2 separate regions of the Sus scrofa genome follow, and region 1 is linked to region 2. Evidence: chromatin contacts called from public HiChIP or PLAC-seq data. All regions are on one chromosome and are shown on one strand. The core of a region is the stretch at or near the end of the contact, and the rest is flanking DNA. Distances in the headings are between cores, read along the strand shown. Region 1 overlaps TTC7A (tetratricopeptide repeat protein 7A). Region 2 overlaps STPG4.

Region 1 (6,515 bases), core at 2,585-5,084, 130 kb before region 2:
GCCACAGCCACAGCAACACGGAATCCAAGCCGCCTCTGTGACCTACACCACAGCTCTTGGCAACGCCAGATCCTTAACCCACTGAGCAAGGCCAGGGATCGAACCTGCAACCTCATGGTTCCTAGTCAGTTCGTTAACCACTGAGCCATGATGGGAACTCCCTGACCCCAGTTTTAAATTATGGCACCTCAGCGATAGACCCAGACCTACCCAACCTGTCGCCTACACACACCTCAGCCATCAGGTCAGACTGTGCCGAAGCCGCCTATCCTGGGAAACACAGATCGTTATTGTCACCTTCCTGTGCTGAGGGTTACAGTGTAGTGCGCAGGTTTGAAGTAAAACGGGGAAGATGGAAATAGTTCTTAGGTCCTTTCTTTGCCACGCTGATTATCTCATAGAGTTAGGCATCAGGCTGAGCTATATGAAAAAGAATAGTTTCACTTGCTTCGGTCTCATACTAATATATCCCCACCTTACAGATGAGGAAAGTAAGGGGCAGGACAGGCACATGCCTTGGTCAAGGTCACATGCTAATACTCCTCGAAGCCGCGGTTCAGATCACATCTGTGATTCACTGACTGCTTTGATTCTTAGTTTTCTCATCTGTAGAAGGGCCAAGATCAGATCTGGCCAAGATGAAGAGGAAGGCAATGTTCGGATCAGATCTGGGTAACTTCGAGGATCAAGTGAGGAAGGGTTTTAGGGGTTGGGGGGGTTCTCTGTAAACAAGGATATGGCTGTCCATGTGAGGATGGGCTCTGTCCCCGCAAGCATTTTCTTTTTTCTTTTTCTTCTTAGGGCCACATGTGTGGCATATGGAGCTTCCCAGGCTAGGGGTCCAATCAGAGCTGCAGCCGCCGGTCTACACCACAGCCATAGCCACGTGGGATCTGAGCCTTGTCTGTGACTTACACCGTAGCTCACAGCAATCTGAGTGAGGCCAGGGATTGAACCCGCATCCTCACAGATGCTAGCTGGGTTCGTTACTACTGAGCCACAGTGGAAACTCCCGCAAGCATTTTCTGTGGCTGCTGTTTGATCTGGGTGCCCAGAAGCAGAGTTCACGTGCTTTTCTATTAAAGTCATGCCCCCCTCAAACCCTCAAGGTGCCCTGTATCTCAAAGGTGGCCCACACTTGGAGCCGAGGTGAATTTTCCCAAATATGTGGTTCTCCTCCAAGCAGCAGGTGTCTGGCCACCCGGCCTGCACAGGCGATGTTGCGGCGGGTGGGGTGGGGGGTCTAGGCCTGCTGGCCAGGGGGGTGTCATGGGAATTCCATGTGGCTCTCAAGGCAGAGGAAGCGCTCAGATGCTGCATATGCCGTAGCTGGTGGTGGAAGGCTCTCTTCCGGAGCTGGTTGGTTGGTTTCCTGCTTGCACCCAGCCTGTCAGGCATCCAGAAGCTTAAGGTATTTGAGAGAGGATATTGGCAATGGGCATAGCCTTGATGTCTCATCCGCTGAGGGCTTTCCGCCCGGGATCCAAATCTGGCCACTGGGGCTCCGAGCAGTTTATCAGAATGACCAAACTGCCTCTGACTTGTCATTTACCCTGGTTTTACCCCCTCCTTCCTGGCAGGTCACATTCTCCATCAGCTGTGGGCGCCCCTGCCAACGTCCTGGGCCCCGGCTCTGACCCCTCAGCTGACCCCCAAGGCTCCACCTGGCCTCCGGGTACCAGCAGGGTTTTCTTCATCTCCCTTTTATGCTGTTGGATGTGGCTGCAGCTGATAGGGAGAAGCGGCTAGACGCAGGCGGCTGCCTTGGCTGCTCTTTGGGTTCTCGTAATCCTTGCAGAATTCATTATCCCGCAGGAAAAGCTGTTCCAGCCCTACCCGCGCAGGAGGCATAATCATCGCAGCTCTCCACCTCTGGGGTCTCCAGAGCAGCTGCTGCAGGAGAGGGTGTCTGTGGGTTTCCTGAGCGCGTCAGCCCCTGTTTTATGGTGTAGAACTCAAGGGAAGAAGTGCATGGGGTCTGGGTGTGGACCTGGTCCTAACGTAGGTAGAGCGTTTGTTTTGTGCTCAGTGTGATTGGAATGAACAGGGAAGTCCTTGTCTTTCAAGAGGTAAAGAGAAGCCCCTGCAAATGCTTTCACCGAAATGCAAAGGCCGTGCGTTACTGCTGGCCAAAGGATACTTGTCTTTTGGACCCAGTTGTGAGTTTGGGGGACCAAAAGGACATGTAAAAATGCCCACCCGCCTACCCACCTACACATCTCCCCATCTATCCAGTTTAGTCTGAGCAGCGACAGTCTGCCAGCCGCTCGGCGCTGGAGATACGATGACAAACAGCTAAATCATAGCCCTTGTCCCAGATGTCCCCCCACCTAGTGGAGTGTGTGTGTGTCTAGGGACATGGAGGAACTCTTGGTCCCCAACTCAGAAGGAAATATTTCAACCTGATGAAACCCACATGCGTAGTTTCATTTTCAAAAGAACCGTGTATCAAAATCAGCCTGATTTTCTCAGTTGGGTAGCCAGGAGGTACAGGATTCTGCCATTTCTAATTTTTCTTTTCTTTTTTTTTTTTTTTTTTGTCTTTTAGGGCCGCACCTGCAGCATATCCAAGTCCCAGGCTAGGAGTCAAATCAGGGTTGCAGCTGCTGGCCTGTGCCACAGCCACAGCAACGCCGGATCTGAGCCACATCTGTGACCTACATCACAGCTCACAGCAACACTGGATCATTAACCCCCTTAGAGAGGCCAGGGATCAAACCTGTGTCCTCATGAATGCTAATCAGATTCGTTTGCACTGAGCCATGACAGGAACTCCTTATTTTTTAAATTTATTTTTATTCTTCATTTTATGACCATAGTGTGCTGGGCTTGATGTGGGGTCTTAGGTCCCAGACCAGGGATTGAACCTGGGCCACAGTGGTGAAAGCACCTGATCATAACCACTAGACCACTGGGGAACTCCTATCTGAAATCTTGATCTAAGGCATAAAAAATAGGTGCTACAACAAACTGAATCCTTGGGGCCTTGTTTCATTAGCCAGAGGAGAAGTTAGTGCTGGTGCTTGGCAACTGAAAGGACACCAAGGCTCAGCTCGAGTGAGGCTGGGTGGGTGGTGAGCCTCTGGGCCTTGGCATCCTGCAGATTAACAGACTGACCTCCAAGGCCAAGGGCAGGCATCCAGTGATTTGAATCTTGACTTGGCCATTCACAACCTGTCTAGCCTGGGCACGTTCCTTACCTCCCTGATCCTCAGCTTTCTCATCGGTAAAATGGAGCAAATAGGGTCTCTCCTGAATCAGGTCTCTCTTGCAGTGATGGGGTGGCTGGCATAAGGAAATGAATGTGAAAATGCCTGGTACATTGTGGATGTTCAGTGCGTATTCATTTCATCCTGTTAAATACTTGGTTCTGACTCAGTCATTTTATTTGTCTTTTGTCTTTTTAGGATTGCATCTGCGGCACATGGAGGTTCCCAGGCCAGGGGTCTAATTGGAGCTACAGCTGCCGGCCTACACCACAACCACAGCAACACCAGATCCAAGCCGCGTCTGCGACCTACACCATAGCTCATGGCAACGCCAGATCCTTAGCCCACTGAATGAGGCCAGGGACCAAACCTCATTCCTAGTCGGATTTGTTTCCGCTGCGCCACGACAGGAACTCCATGACTCAGTCATTTTAGAAAACATTTGGGTTCAGGTCTGGTTGGGAGGAAAATTGGTTTGAGGATGCCATTTGATTTAAAAAAAAAAAAAAAAAAAAAAAAAGCTTCCTGGGCTTGATTCCATTTGGGACTTGGCGGATGAGCACAGGTTGTTCTAGCTTCTGGCACCCGGTTTGCTCTAACATGAGGCCCTGCTGTGCTGCAAAGGAAAAGGGTCAGTTAGCGCTGCCAGCTCAGGTCACTGGGGACAGTAGAGGTGGGAGAGCCTTGTGCCCTCACTGGTGGGATGATTTCTGCTTCAGGAGCCCAAGGCACAGGGGAGCAGGGCCTGGCATGGGGCTGGCCAGGGACCCTGGGAGGGTGGGACACATCACAGCATGTTATTTCTTGGCTCTGTAGACTGGCAGCTGGAGATCTGGTGATAATTATGTCTGCTGGTGGGGGACAAGTGACAGCACGGGCAGGCTCTGACAGCATCCTCCAGGGAGGGGCAAGCCCCATGCCAGATGCCGCCAGGAGGCTTCTTCCTGGGGTGATGGTTGTTGGGGGGTGAGTGGCAGACCCTGAGGCTGGTTCTTGACCAGATCAGAGGCAGTCTCCAAGGACAGGGCTGAGCAGAGCCCTGGACACATGTCCAAGGGGCTTGTTCTCCGCAGAGAAGCAGCATCTGGTGCCTGAATGAGAAAGCCCAGCCTTATGTTTTGCTTTGGTGCTTCCCTAGGCAGAGCCATCCCAGGCCTCTGGTGGCATGAACGGAGGCACTTAGAGGCAAGGGAAGAGCCAGAGTGAAGTCAGAATGTCTGTGTTCTAGTCAGGGTCCTGAACCCCCTGTTTGTATGCCTCAGGGAGCCTCCCTGGTCTGTCTGGGCCTCGGTTTTCTCATCTATAAAATCGGACAATAGAACAGGAGCTGGTCGTTGTATTATGAGATACCACTTAGAAAGTGCTCCGCAAGTTGGTTCCCTCCTCCTACCCTGTTTGTTTGCAGGATCAGAGAGGAGAGACGAGGCTGGGCAAAGTGAAGGTCAGTGCCGTCCAGGGCCCTGCAGCCAGCGTTGTCAGAAATGGGGCTGGCAGAGGAGGCCCAGGAGGCTGCAGGTACTCAGGGCAGCGGAAGCTGCCCTGGACTGGCCGCCGGAGGGTTCAGTCTTAATTCCTGGGGACCTTGCACAAGTGTGTTCATCCCCTGGGGCTCGGTTTCCCCATCTGCAAAAGGGGCATCCGTGATTTCATCCCGCCCCTCTGTGGGGTTACTGTGAGGCCAGACGAGATGCCGGCCGTGGTAACTCAGCTCCTAAAACGCATGGCACACGCATAAGGAATGGCTATTTGAGCCAGAACCACCCTGCCTGAGGAGTTTCACATGGGCTGGCCGGCTTTAGGGAATGGAGGTGTTCCTTGTGGGTGTTTTCTCGAGGCCCCATGTTTGCTTCATGGATGGAGAGGCCCAAAGACAATGGGTCATGCTGAATCGTGGGGGGATGAGGTGGAGCATGTTTGGCTTTTCTTTGGCTTTTCCTTTCCTGGCTGGCCAGAGGCCTGGGGCAAATGTCCCTCAGTATGGGGAGGCTGCCCCTGGGAGGACAGCAGAGAGCCCAAGACTAGGGACAGGGACAGCTGCTGAGCCCTGCTTGGGATTAAGTGCACCCCCAGTGGTAGGAGTGGGGGGTTTTGCAGGGGAAAGTGTAGGACGACAACCTGCCCTCCTTCCAAGGCGAGTCAGGAGTCTGGTGTTAAGAACATGTAGTGTCTGTGTAATTTATGTCTGTCACTGCACTTGATCTGGAAGATTTCCTTGTGAAGACACTGCAGTGGTGGAAGAGAAAGAGTGTGGCTGAGACTGGTTCAAGGCAGGCTGCTGATGGGGCTAGAGGTATTAAGCAGCCTAAGCGGGGTGAGCCCAGCAGAGGAGGGAGGGGCACAGCCAGGGCGCCCTGGGCAGGGGCTTGAAGCCCCCAGAGAGACTGAAGGCTGCTCTGGCTCCTGAGCTGCACATGAATTCCTACCGCGTGGACGGCCCCCTTGCTTTTTTCTGCCCCTTCTCCCCCTCCACCCCGTTGCCATGGCTACATACACACCCGCTGCCCAGCTGCCCTGCAAACGCTGAAGTGGTTCACCGCAGCCCTGCCCCAAAACCATGGCAACCTCTCAGCAAACTTCTGCTTTTGGTTGTCCTTTGGGGACCCGCGCTTTCCTCTTGGCACAAGTGCCAAGTCCCAAGGACCCTTGAGAAGGTGCCTTCCCCACTGTCTGCCTGTTGGGGGAGGGGCTGTCCCCAGGCGGAGGAGATGCTCCTGGGATCCCCACTTCTGTGACCCAGTGCTTGCCCAGCCCCGTGCTGGAAATCCACGCCTCCCTCCCACCAGGCACGCATATTCAGAGACACTGTTCTGGGTCAAGGTCAAGGTCTAGGGCAACAGGAGGAAGTTGCCACACCAGGCCCAGAAATCTTTCTCTCTCTCGAATGTCACTTGTAAGTGCCCTGTGTGGGCCTCTGCTGGGGCTGGGAGGCGAGAGTTGAGTGAGATGCATCCTTGCCCTGAGGACTGATGCCAGTGGGGTCCAGGGTTCAGGGTGGGGGGAGGATGAGGGGGGCGCCCAGCCTCCCCTGACAAGATGAGTCAGGGTCAGTGGCAGAAGGAAGGGGTCCCCGAGTTGAGTTGAAGGAGCCAGAAGGCATCCACGTTGACAAAGGGAACAAAGACAGGCCTTGGTGAGGAGCGGGAGCCACAGGAAAGGACTTGGTACCTGCTGGAGAGAAGCTGGCCCGGTGGGCAGGGCCTGGAGCTCAGACTGCCCTGGTGGGGGTGGTGGGGGCTGCTGCACTTGGAGGACAGACCAACCAGAGCTCACTGCCCACCATCCCCTGCATGAGACTAGGCTGCATGG
Region 2 (6,735 bases), core at 2,841-5,340:
GGGTTTGAGTGAACATCAGAGCCCTCGAAGGATCCAGAGGCTTTGACCTGAGCCATCAATGATGGTGATCTAATGGGAATCCTACCCACAGGAATTGGAGGCCCCAAAAGGGGACTTACTAAAAGCAACCCTCCCACCTCATCCTGATGCTGAGAGGACTGCAGAGAGAGTTGTCTTGGTGTTAAGCAGAACTGGAATAGAGGGAAGAAACCCACCCTTGACAGAGTGTAACCGTGGGTTGGTCCCTTTCATGGATTCCAATCCAAATTCCCATCACTGGAGAGATCCAAGAACATATAAGCAGTGCATTTTAAGTGGGACCAGACTGGTCACTCCCCTTAGTATCAGCAGAACCAAAAGCAAACCTTCTCTGAAGGAAAACACTTTCATCTTAGGTGTCAGGGAATTCCTGAAACAATTTTTCAGGGGCAATGAGCAACACACAGTCAAAGATAACCACACATCCAAGGAAACAAAATGAATAAGGCCCAGGCAGATATCAGATATGTGAGGAATCCTTCAGGCATGTGTGCATTTGGCAAATATTAACCATCGGACACTGTTCCAGAGGCAAAGATATAACAGTGAAAAAACAGCTAAGTACTCATGTCTTTATGAAGCTTCACTCTCATGGGAGGAGACAGACAATAAACAAAAAACGCAAAGTGCAAGTAAATTATATAGTATACGGATGGCTCTACGTGCTAAGAAAACAAACAAAAAGAGCAGAGAAGGGAAGGTTGAGGGTGTCAGGTGGCCAATTTAAATGGGGCTGATTGAGAAGGTGACACACGGATAAAGACTGAAGAAGGAGAAGGGGTGAGCCAAGCAGATATCTGGGATAAGAGCATTCTGAGGAAGGAAGATGCGGTGCAAAGCCCTGAGGTGCAGGGGAGTAGCAAATTCAAGGAGCCATCAGGAGGAGGCCAGTGGGGAAGGAAGAGAGTGAGCGGAGGCGTAAGAGATGAGGTCACAATGAAGCCAGTCCCCTGTCAACCTGTCAACCCTGAGAGCAGCCACCCAGAGGTCACACCCACTATCACAATGCCTGAACCTAGAGGTTCCCAATCAGGAGTGGGTTTTTTGTTTGTTTGTTTTTGGTTCTCTCCTTCCCCAGGAGACATGTGGGCAATGTCTGGAGACAGGGTTGGTTGTTACAACATCTAATTATCCAGAAATGCTGTTAAACATCCTACAAAGAACCAAACTGCACCCCCCGCCCCTTCACACACACCACAAAGATTATCCTGTCCGAAAAGTCAATAGTGCCAAGGGTGAGAAATCCTGGATCTGACAGAAAAGGGGAAAGTCAACAAGGCTGTTGGATAGACAAGCCTGGGGTTCAACATAGAAGTCTGGGTGGGAGATAGACATTTGGAAAGTGCACACAAAGAGCTGGTGTTGCAAGCCTTGAGATGATCAGTGGGCAATGAGCATAGATGGGGAAGCAATGTGGGTGCCTGGGGCACTCTCACAGGAAGGGGGCAAGGAGGAGGGGCGGAACCCCCCAAAAGGCTGAGAAAAAAGAATGAGGATTGAGGGGTTCTCTTGTGGTGCAGTAGGTTAAGGGTTGGGCTTTGTCACTGCAGTGGCTTGGGTCACTGCTGTGGCTCGGGTTTGATCTCTGGCCTGGGAACTGCCACCTGCAGCAGGCAAAGCAAAAAAAAAAAAAAAAAAAAAAAAAAAATGATTGAGGAGGAAGCGTCGAGGGGAGATGTAAGAGAAAACCACCCAACAGAGCGAGAGAATAAACAGACTAGGGAAGTCCACTCGGTGCCCAGGGGAGGTGAAGAATTTAAAATGAGACTAGTCATTCAGTTACACGGATGCAGGTGCAAAGTTCGCAGAGGGATTTGACCAGGGTTGTGGCTTTGCCAAACAAGGAAGATGAGCCATGAGGGGCCGGGGAATTGAGAGCGTGTGCAGGGAATAACTCTAATGATTACCTTTGGAACTTAAGCTTTGAAAAGAAAGAAAACATTAGAAAGTTGAGAGGCAATGAAAAGTGGCAGTGTAAGCAGATAGGGTAGGAGGTCCCCAGAGAAAGAGATGCAGGCATGGCTTTCTTGACATAAGAGAAGCCATTTTTGGCCTAAGCTGTTTTTCGATCTCAGCCTGGCCACGGTGCTTGTCCTTGAATAGGACTTAATTAATGGACTTAAGTGAAATGAGGGGATGTGGGAACAAAAGAAAATCAGTCAAGAAACAATAATTCAGCATAAAACACTCCTAGTTCCTCCTAGTCCTGGTGAGATATATATATATCATCATCTGCTACATGTCTTTGAGTTCTGCAGGCACTAAGGCCCTCATCCAAGTGGAGGATGAAAATGGTGATGTTGACTCTCCTGACTTCAATCAACTAAAGCTTGGATTCTGTCAACCTTGGCCCCAGTTCTCTGATGAATTCTCCTCCGCTCAAGCCCCTTCATGATAACATATGGGCCCTTAGCTTAAAACTTCCCCAGTTTTGCTCTTGGGGAGACACTGCTTTGGGAAAGCAGTGTCTTTGGGTGTTCTCCTTACTTGCTGCAATTAGTAAGTCCTGCCCTTCTCCTGCTCTTTGGCTTGGTTCTATCTTTTGGTTCAACAACCACCAAGAGGAAAAACTCAGCTTTTGGGATCAATGGATTTACAGATTGGGAAGAACGGAAAAACTGTTGAGGCTGGGAGACAAGAGGAAGTGAGGCAGAAGATTAGGGGAGAGTGATCAGAGTGGGATGCATGCAGCTGAGATTATGGAGGGTGAAATGATCGGTGTTGAAGAAAATCTAAGGCGTGAGCGGCTGATGGAGGAGAGAGTTCAAGAAATTGAGAAGCCAGATTTGGAAAATCATCATTGTCTATTGTGTACTGAAATTATGACAGGAGTAGTGGAAAGAGTGCCAAGGAGCAAAGGGAGCCAAAATCATCCAGACATGAGGTGCCAGAACCCAGGGATTAGTGGATGACGGCAACACAGGGGAAAAGTGGGTCATAAAACTACATAAGGAAGAGAGATGGTGCCACTTTTGTATGTGTGTTCTAAAATAAAAACATTACTTCTCTAATAAGAAAACACAGATTGTAAAAATTGCAGATCCATGATCAAATACTCTTTGGAAAAAGCCAGATACAGATGATTGCACACGCACACACACACACACGAAAGGATTCTTTGATACAGGTTCTCCAGTTGAGTTACATGCTTCAGAATCAAGGTATTAAAAATAGTAAGAGATGCAAACTATTGCCTTTGGAATGGATTAGCAATGAGATCCACTGGGAACTATGTCTAGTCACTCATGATGGAGCATGATAATATGAGAAAATAGAATCTATACACATAGGTGTAACTGCGTCACCATGCTGTACAGCAGGAAAAAAAATTGTACTGGGGAAATAACAATTAAAACAAACAAAACAAAACAAAATAGAGCTTTCTTACAAATAAAGAACAGCACTAATGAGGTATAACATAAATAATCTACGAAATTTAGGGCACTTGAGAATGTTGCTCTACCTCAATAAATAACAATGATGTATACTGTATTCACCTTAAATTCAAATTATTATTTTACTGAATCCTATTTAAAAAACTGAAGTTTGAATTTCATTGGTGCTGCGTAAGCAGTGTTACATCTGAATAGCCCTCCTCTTAATGACTGTATTGTCATATATCTTTGAAACAGAAAAGTAGGAAATCACTTAACTCTCCCAGTTTCCAGAGCTCAAGCCTTTGTGGGAGAGGGGGAGAAAGAGGAGAAAGGAACAGGAAAGTTACGTTTTCAGAAGGTTTTATCCAGCCCTTTGGGTAAGCCAAATTCTTTTGGTCTTTTAAAGCTTTAAATTTTGCCTAATACCAACCATGTAGATTTTCTACTTTCGACACTGGGCCCAGCGTTACCCTCAGAAACCTCTAAAAGCCAGCAGAGAAGCACCAGGAGGCGGTGGAGGCTGAGGCAAAATGCTCTCGCCTTGGAGGTGGCCAGAACGATCTCGCACGTCGCCAAGCTACCTGATACTAAGCCGTAAACGTCTAAGCATAATTTAGTGTTTGTATTCATCTGCCGAGGCGAACAGGATAAGATTAACCCGATGAGCATTTATCATTCTGCCCGGTGTCAAAGCTATAATTTGCAAAGCCGTAGGAAGGGTTCACGCTTGGGATACATGTGCTCATCCGGCTGGAAAGATTTCTAGTCCATCCTAATAACCACAACCCCTTTCCATTTAGTTCAACCTCCGGTTGCAATGCATCTACTCCGGGTATCACCATATTATGCTGACACGGTTGTAAAGCCTGGTACTATTTTTGGCTCCTTTGTAAATGGACGCTATTAAGGCCCAAAGTCCCAAATAACAAAGTCCAAATCCCAACACTGGCCCTTGGGCTCAGAAGCCTTCAGTTGAAAGTACTATCTCGCCTATTTATTTATTTATTTATTTATTTATTTATTACTTATTTCTTTTGCCTTTTTTAGGGTTGCATCCACGTCATATGGAGGGTCCCAGGCTAGGGGTCAAATCGGAGCTACAGCTGCCGGCCTACACCACAGCTCACGCAACGCCAGATCCTTAACCCACTGAGAGAGGCCAGGGATCGAACCCGAATCCTCATGGATCCTAGTCGGGTTTGTTAACTGCTGCACCACGTCGGAACTCCTGTGTCACCTATTTGTTAGCTATGCGCCTATGACCCTGCTGCTTCATCTCTATTCACCTCAGTTTTCTCATCTGTAAAAGGGGGATAGCATCTGTTTTGCTGGTTTCAGAATGCCTGCGAAGAACTACTAAGAAAATATATGTGGAAGCTCACAGTAAACTATTAAGAGCCACATGGAGGAGTTCCCGTAGTGGCTCAGTGGTTAACGAATCTGACTAGGAACCATGAGGTTGTAGGTTCGATCCCTGGCCTTGCTCAGTGGGTTAAGGATCCAGCATTGCTGTGAGCTGTGGTGTAGGTTGCAGACGCGGCTCAGATCCCGCGTTGCTGTGGCTCTGGTGTAGGCCGGCAGCTACAGCTCTGTTTCCACCCCTAGCCTGGGAACCTCCGTATGCCACAGGAAGTGGCCCTAGAAAAGGCAAAAAGACGGAAAAAAAAAAAAAAAAAAAGAGCCACAAGGAGTGAGGGTGGGGGATAAATTGGGAGGATGGGATTAACACATACACACTACTATGTATAAAACAGACAACCAACAAGGACCTACTTATAGCACAGGGAGGTCTACTCAATGTTCTATAGTAACCTATACGGGAAAAAGGAATGGATATATGTATAACTGACTCACTTTGCTGTACGCGTGAAACTAATACATTATAAAACAACTATACTCCAATAAAAAATTTTGTTTTTGTTTTTTAGGGCTGCACCCACGGCATATGGAAGTTCCCAGGCTAGGGGTCCAATCGGAGCTGTAGCTGCCAGCCTACACCACAGCCACAGCAACGCCAGATCCGAGCCGCTTCTGTGACCTACACCACAGCTGACAGCAACACCAGATCCTTAACCCACTGAGCAAGACAAGGGATCGAACCTATGTCCTCATGGATGCTCATCAGATGTGTTAGCCACTGAGCCATGATGGGAACTCCTCCAATAAAATTTTTTTTTAAATAGAAAAAAAAAAAAAAAAAAGCCACAGGAATGTTATCTTGTATCCAAAGTCCAGGGAGCTCAGCTTTTGAATCCCACCCGACACTGAACTCTCCCCTGGCATTTCCTGCTACACTATTTATCTCAGCCCTTGATCTATTCTTGTATTGTTACTGAACTATTTCCCAGTCAGGAACATCTTCCCTCCACAGAGCCTAGCAGGGCTATAAGCCCAGCAGGCTCTACATTCTCAATATCACGCATGGTCTGGTAGAGCTGAGAGGACAATCTGACCCTCCTGGTACCACATTTCTATAAGAAATTCTTCCCAAAGCTTCCTTACTGTCCAAAGTTATATTCACGCTCTAATAAGGGGACTGCTCACCAAAAGGCAGGGCTTTCTCTTTAGAAGAAGAGGGCACACTGATAAAGTGCTTAAAGATGCCAGGAGTATGGCCCCATTACACACAAGACCCCAGGGGCTCCTCACGTCAGGGGAACCCTGCCGAGAGACCCCAGCGAAGGAAAAAAAATTTCCCCATGTACTCACTTTAGTTAAGGAGTTCTCATAGGGAAAAATCTTGCTGGGCATATTTGCAAATGAGGCAGCCTTTTGTTTGATGCCTGAAGGAAATAAGGCATCCTCCAGGTGTTCAATTTCTCCTGGGGAAGATACACTTTGAGGAGAGAGAATTCTTTCCTCGGGGCCTCTTGAGAGCTTTCCCACACCAAGTCAACAGCTAGTAGTGCTTTACCTGATCTCTGTAAACCAGCGTGCTGGGACTTGATCGCGGTTTGTCTTTAAATGAGTAAGTGGCTATTTGCTTCTTTAACAAGTCCAAGAAGTCAGGAGGCATGTACTGGGGAAGGTCATTTGGTACTGGATCGTTTCTTTGCACGAGAGGTGGTTTTCCCCGTCCTTCGTTTTTAAAACCGTAGGTTGCTATCACTGGATTTAATAGAGATTCTTCAATAAAGGTTTTCAAGTGGTAAGTGCCAGGATTAGGAGTGTTCTGGGGAGGAGTGACATCATTTTTCAGGTCAGTGTGTACACTGGTAACATCTTCTAAAGCATCATTCTTGGAAAGGCCACCTCTAAGTGGCCTTTTTTAAAGTTTAATTATTTATTTATTTATTTTTTTCTTTTTTTCTTTTTGTCT

What was found. HiChIP or PLAC-seq counts read pairs in DNA pulled down with a chosen protein or histone mark.
Region 1: an H3K27ac HiChIP or PLAC-seq map of skeletal muscle shows a contact between it and region 2. The contact joins two enhancer-like sites. A contact is called at or near these places in 2 of 2 datasets of contacts at active chromatin or transcription factors (alveolar macrophages and skeletal muscle).

The regions. Positions count from the first base shown.
Region 1 is chr3:93,526,655-93,533,169 of Sscrofa11.1, reverse strand. All of the region lies in intron 8 of TTC7A (tetratricopeptide repeat protein 7A), which reads left to right. Among named protein-coding and RNA genes, the nearest start is that of TTC7A, 62 kb to the left of the region's middle. Within about 2 kb of position 3,834, at least 6 of the 83 cell types and tissues checked have an H3K27ac peak or open chromatin away from gene starts, as enhancers often do. A contact at or near this core is called in skeletal muscle, where this site is marked.
Region 2 is chr3:93,394,081-93,400,815 of Sscrofa11.1, reverse strand. STPG4 reads right to left here. Exons shown (of 7, transcript XM_003481221.4): 3 at 6,331-6,588. Among named protein-coding and RNA genes, the nearest start is that of STPG4, 11 kb to the right of the region's middle. Within about 2 kb of position 4,090, at least 1 of the 83 cell types and tissues checked has an H3K27ac peak or open chromatin away from gene starts, as enhancers often do. A contact at or near this core is called in skeletal muscle, where this site is marked.